Linked DNA regions of Columba livia: region 2 is linked to region 1. Evidence: chromatin contacts called from public Hi-C data. All regions are on one chromosome and are shown on one strand. Each heading gives the region's core, a stretch centred on a gene start, on an enhancer-like site or on the middle of the called end of the contact. The rest is flanking DNA. Distances are from core to core; before and after follow the strand shown.

Region 1 (2,773 bases), core at 252-2,751:
ACTTCCCTATGGCTTCCAGATGAAATCAGTTTAAAACTTTTCCATGCAACCCAGTAGTTCTTCTCTGTTTCCTCCAAACATGCAGCTCCTGATGAACTACAGGCAGTAGGCTACTGAACTGCAAGGTGGTTTGCAGCACCTATCTCCAAGCATCCTGCAATCTTCCAACCCAGAGAATAACAACAAAACTCCATCCTGGAAAAAGGCTGAAAAGTTTCAACAAGTTTAAATTATTCGCATAACCCAGTAAGTCCTACACGTAATTCCTCTTCAGAGATGATCCTGCTGAAGGAGTTTACAGATAGAACAGTGTGCTTCCTTGAGAATGGCGATGAGTAATATTTAAAACAACTACTTAAGTAAAACCCAAGTTGTTATCCTATTCGATCTGTATATCATATTGACATCAGTGGAACTGCAGCTGGGTGTGTAATGAGCAATGCCTGAATTGAAAAATCTCCCCTTTTAATAGGAGTTTTCAGTTATCACTGCCAGTCATTTTCTTTCAAAATTAAGAAAACATCAACCTTTATTTCATGTGAACAAGGCACATTCCTGCCTGCAGCCTAACAGCACTATTTTTTCACTCTGAGTCATTACTCGGGCACACCCTGGAAGAAGCAGGATACAATGAAAAAAAAAAAAAGAAGAAAAAAATAAAAGACTCCTGTGGCAATGACACAATGCTAACTGTCCCCAAACCAGCAGGGCTGGCCACCCAGGCACCGTGGATGGAAAACATACAGCAGAGCCAGCAGCTGCCTGGTCCTTGCAGCACAGTCATGAAAATCAGGGGCATTTCCTGACAGGGCCCCATTTCAGATCTGCTCAGATGAGAGCAACTGAGACTTAGGTTTCTTATCCCAAGTAGATTTCACTTTCCTGAGCCCGACACTTTATACTCTACACGGTCTTTGCTCAGGAAAGTGTTAAAAGATACTTTACAAGGAGAACAACATCAAGTTGGATTTGGTTTGAGACTTTTCCAAGCAAAACTAGCTGTAAGGGGATTAAAAAACTTACACAAAAGCTCAAATACAACATGAAGAAAGATGATTGTATAGAAAACAAAGACCAAGTTTTTGATCTATGACACCCTGTCTGGGAGCAGGAGAACCATGGCCTATGAAAGCCTTCAGCTTGTTTACACTGAGCTCAAAACTGTCTTGCTAGACAGAAAATATTTGTTGTTGTTGCAGTCTTAATGCTGGCACATACAAGCCTTGTTGTTTCCTGCCTTACTTCTCTACTTTTCTTAGGACAGTTTATATCTTTTTTCCCTTCAAAGGGTCCTGAAGCTTCCTAATTTACAAAGCAATGAGGTGTGCAGCTGGGAGAAACCAGCCTGTGACCACTGCCCGACACAGAGACCTCTCAGGCTAACCTTCATCTCTTCCTTCACGGTCTGTTACTGTTTACTGCCGTTTATTTATGATCCTTCAGCACGTTCAGTTCCAACTCCACATAAAATGCCCCATTAGGATCCAAATACGTCACCTGTACAGCACTGCCCATGCCCCATAGCTGGGTAAATCTACTCAGCACGAGGGAGTAAAGCAACCCCTTCTCACCACCCCCAAACAGCAGCTCTGGGTTGGTAATGCAGTCTTGATACCACTAGAGGCCCCAATAAAACCGTCAAACTTCAGCCTAAGTGACTAAGAGCAGTGGAATATGCCTAATTTCCCATAAAAGTTGGCATATTCTGGAAAGTACAAGGCTAAGGATGACCACACCAGAGCATAAAGTATGGATGTAGATGTAAATGCTGGCTCAGATGCAGATCATGGGAACTAATCACACTACGCTGTGCTGCCTAAGGCAGGCTTAATGCATCTTCAAGCATCACAAACCTGTCATGAGGGAAGTAGTTTTATACAATAAATTACCAGCTGGACCATAGAACTTCTTCACAGCACTTATTTACCATATCTCACATTTTCAGCTGCATTGTTTTGTATTGTACCATTTGATTAACTTCTTCAAAACAAAAGAAAATTGCCTCATAGCAAAAAAAGTGGTGCTAAACCTTTTTAAACTCTCAAGTCAGAGATCTGGCTGTTCTACATGGATCAAATTATCACAAACAATTTGATTTAACAAACAATGTTTTCCCATATGCTGTTCTCAGATGCAGCAACTTGGAGATGGGGGGATACCCCTGAGGTTTGCCTGCAACTGTCAGCCCATTTAATCCTTTAATGAATTTGAACTGTAGCAAAAGACAAATGGACTGCAAGCGATCTACACATGTAGTAGTACTCCTGAGAGAGAACAAAAGATCTCATTGTACAGCTCCAGTAAGTTCATCTAGGGCTCTGATAGAGTCTCTCTTCTCCTTCTCTTTGAACAGAAGCTTCATAGAAACAGGAATGAGAATTGGCTCAGCCAGCACCCCATTGCCAGACTCGCCTCTATGAATACATTGGGGCTGCATGAGAAGTTATTCACCGACAACAACATGGGCTCTCTCTCACCAGCCAACAGACACATCTATCAAAGGTCAACTTCATGGCCATCTGGGAGGACCAGCTATGGTGGAAAAAGGCTGGGTGATGCAGGGTCAGAACCAGAGATCAGCCTGACACTGCAGCCCAGCCAGCTGCAAACTTTTTATTCTAAAAAAATAATATCCATGGCTTCTTTCTGCTTCCAAGACACATGAAGGAGTTCCTGCTGATCTGTATGCTTGGCTTAGCTCTGATACAGATCAAATAGGTCCTACCTCATTTCAAACTCTTACATTTAAGAGGAAGATATGTTATTTATGATG
Region 2 (2,700 bases), core at 131-2,630, 70 kb after region 1:
GCAATAAAGTATGACCTTGGAAATTCAAAATAAATAATGGTCATATCAAAGATTCATTTGCACATAACCTCTTCCTACAAAGCCTGTGAGCTAGGGTTTTTTTGTTGTCTTTTTTTTTTTTTTTCTCATCAAAAAGACATATATTTCTCTCCAAACAAATAATGTAATTTGTAAATGTTTGTTTATGTGTCCTCAGACAAACACTTTTACCTCTAATGAACTGTGGTACAACAGTATCCAACAAAGATGGATCCAGATCCACACTGCTGTAACTGGTGACTGGCAAAACTGATTCAGAAAACTTCATCAGCCAAGTTTTGTAACAAGTTCTAGATTAATCCGTTTTGGATAAATGGGCTAGGTCACACCTATGCTTTCATTCCTTTTAAGCAACAATGAATATGCCACTAGCCATTAAGTTTTGTACTGGTTTGATTAATTCTGATAGTCCAGTACATGGAAGAGCTAAGATATAATATCTCTAAATGGTGACATTTTATTCTTGGTGTTTCATTATAATCCATTCAGTATTCATTGCAATATGTCTCATCTTGATTAATGCAGTGGATACTCATGTGGATCTCCCCTCACTTCAATTAAAGCTATGTTATAATTCATGATCGGTGTAACTAATTGAAATAATGCTTCCTTTTTCAATCACATAGTATATAAGACTTTTTGTCTTCTCATTAGTAAGTTGCATAAAAAGAGTAGACAAGAACTCTGTTTCTTGAGATAAGGGATATGAAAAGCTTATTTTCTTCTGCTGTTTAAATATGTAGACAGCTATGAATAATTTGTGATTTTTCTGTACACATATGTGCCTATCTCCATCTCCAAGCATCACTGCACATAAAAAAGGAAGTATCCTGTTCAGAAAGCAGTGGTCCAGAATAGTCCCAGGACACCTCCCTGGACTGTATGCAAGAGAACAGAGTGAACTAGCTCTCTGTGGCTGTCCATCAACAAGCTCCATTTTCAGTCACTGTGTTGTTCTGCCCTCTGTGTCAAACCATTGAAACTATTTGGGATCTCTGCTGCCTTCTACCTTCAGAGCTTGGCACAAAAGACAACTTCTTTGCTGCTCCCAGGCAGAAAAGCCCAACCACGACCTGCCCCTCTCCTAATCTCTGTCTCTGATTTCTCCATCCTCCTCCCTGTGCCTTACTTAAACTTAAAACTGGGAAAGTACCACTGTTTGGGGCAGTCTCGAAACTAAGTCTCAAGTAGAGATCAAACGAAGCCTGCATTGAAACGCTTTCCTGGGACTGATTACAGGAGGCAACAGATGACCAGTATAACCAAGTGGAAGTATGTGTGATGGCATAGTAGCACAGCCAACTCACAGTCACCCTCTCCAGTGCAGCTACAGCTTGGGACTCAAACCTGAAATTGCTGGGGTGTTACTGTAGAGCATCCAAATTGAATAGTTAATTTAAAAGGCTATGTTATGCTCCAAAAAGCTCACTTCAACAAGCAAACTCATTTCCTTGTTCTCTGTTCCCCTCCCATCTGTCCTGTCTTCATAACTTTGGCTCCTTATGTGAAGTTAGCACCTAAGTCATCCTCTGTGAGGAGGTAAGGGCGTCATTTTCCTTCTGTACTGTTGCTGGGTTTTGTTTGGTGGTTGGTGGTGTTTGTTTGTTTTTTCCCCTCTTTGGAACTGTCCTTGCCATTTTGCAGACAAGTTCCTAGCTACAGAAAACAGTGCATGCCTGCTGTGGGTGTTATGTGAACGGAAATTATGTGGTTTGGATTTTTACATGAGAATTCCAGGAGAAGGGGAAATATTGCAAATAACCTCCATAAATCATTTTAAACAAAGCTCAGGAAATGCCATAATGATTTAGCTGGCAATATCTAAAAAGAAGTTCACACTGTTCTCTGACTTCTGGTAAGTAAGCATGTTTGCTTAAGATGTAATTGAAAAAGTACTGTGTTACCATTTACATTTTCCATTTTGTATCTCCTGTCCAGGCACAGCTCACTGCTGGCAGCTCTTCATTTATACTATGCAGTATTTCATCATCCAAACAACAGTCCCTCTGGGGCTACAAAATAAATGGTTGGAGAGAGATAGGTACCAACCAGAAAACAGCTGGGGAAGGCTGGAGTGAAAGGCTGGTGACATCTATAGAGCTGCAGAGTTACTGCAGTTTCCTTTGCCCTTCACTTTCCTCAGTCATTCAGGCTGAGAAACAGCTCTTTATGCAATGTGGGATTCCACACTTAAAACACCAGTCTGACTATTTGTTGTCCTGTACTGCCTCACACATTTATTTACGTCACTGCAAAATCCTGCCTAATTAGTTTACTGTTTTTTAAGAAATATTCTTTGCAGGTGAGTAGACAGACAGTGAAGAACCAGGCTTGTTTAGTCTAAATCAGTGATGAATATTGGTTGAGAAGGAGATATACTCTCTACTGTAAAATACCAGTTTTAGTAAACAAGTTTAATGAAACAAAGAAATAATTACCAACTAGAAATGTAGTTTCAGGACAGCAGCAGATGTCTTGTTGCTATCAACCTTTGATATCCAAAACCATGCTGGAATGAGCTATGGAAAGAAAAAGAACAAAATTGGGAGCATAAGAGTAAAATCTGGGAGTTAGTGATCATTCTCTTTACCGATCTTCCTCTAGGTTTAAAGACAGAACAGTGGATGAGCTGTTTGGAAACCATATGCAGTTATAAAATTC

Evidence for each region. A called contact is a pair of places that touch in the nucleus more often than the background predicts.
Region 2: a contact with region 1 is called in a Hi-C map of crop, with 2.1 times the contacts expected there. The contact joins two enhancer-like sites. A contact is called at or near these places in 2 of 2 Hi-C or Micro-C datasets (crop and liver).

Annotation. Positions count from the first base shown.
Region 1 is chr5:53,480,215-53,482,987 of bColLiv1.pat.W.v2, forward strand. All of the region lies in intron 1 of PTPRJ (protein tyrosine phosphatase receptor type J), which reads right to left. Among named protein-coding and RNA genes, the nearest start is that of PTPRJ, 41 kb to the right of the region's middle. Within about 2 kb of position 1,502, at least 2 of the 3 cell types and tissues checked have an H3K27ac peak away from gene starts, as active enhancers do.
Region 2 is chr5:53,550,236-53,552,935 of bColLiv1.pat.W.v2, forward strand. No RefSeq gene overlaps it. Among named protein-coding and RNA genes, the nearest start is that of PTPN5, 20 kb to the right of the region's middle. Within about 2 kb of position 1,381, at least 1 of the 3 cell types and tissues checked has an H3K27ac peak away from gene starts, as active enhancers do.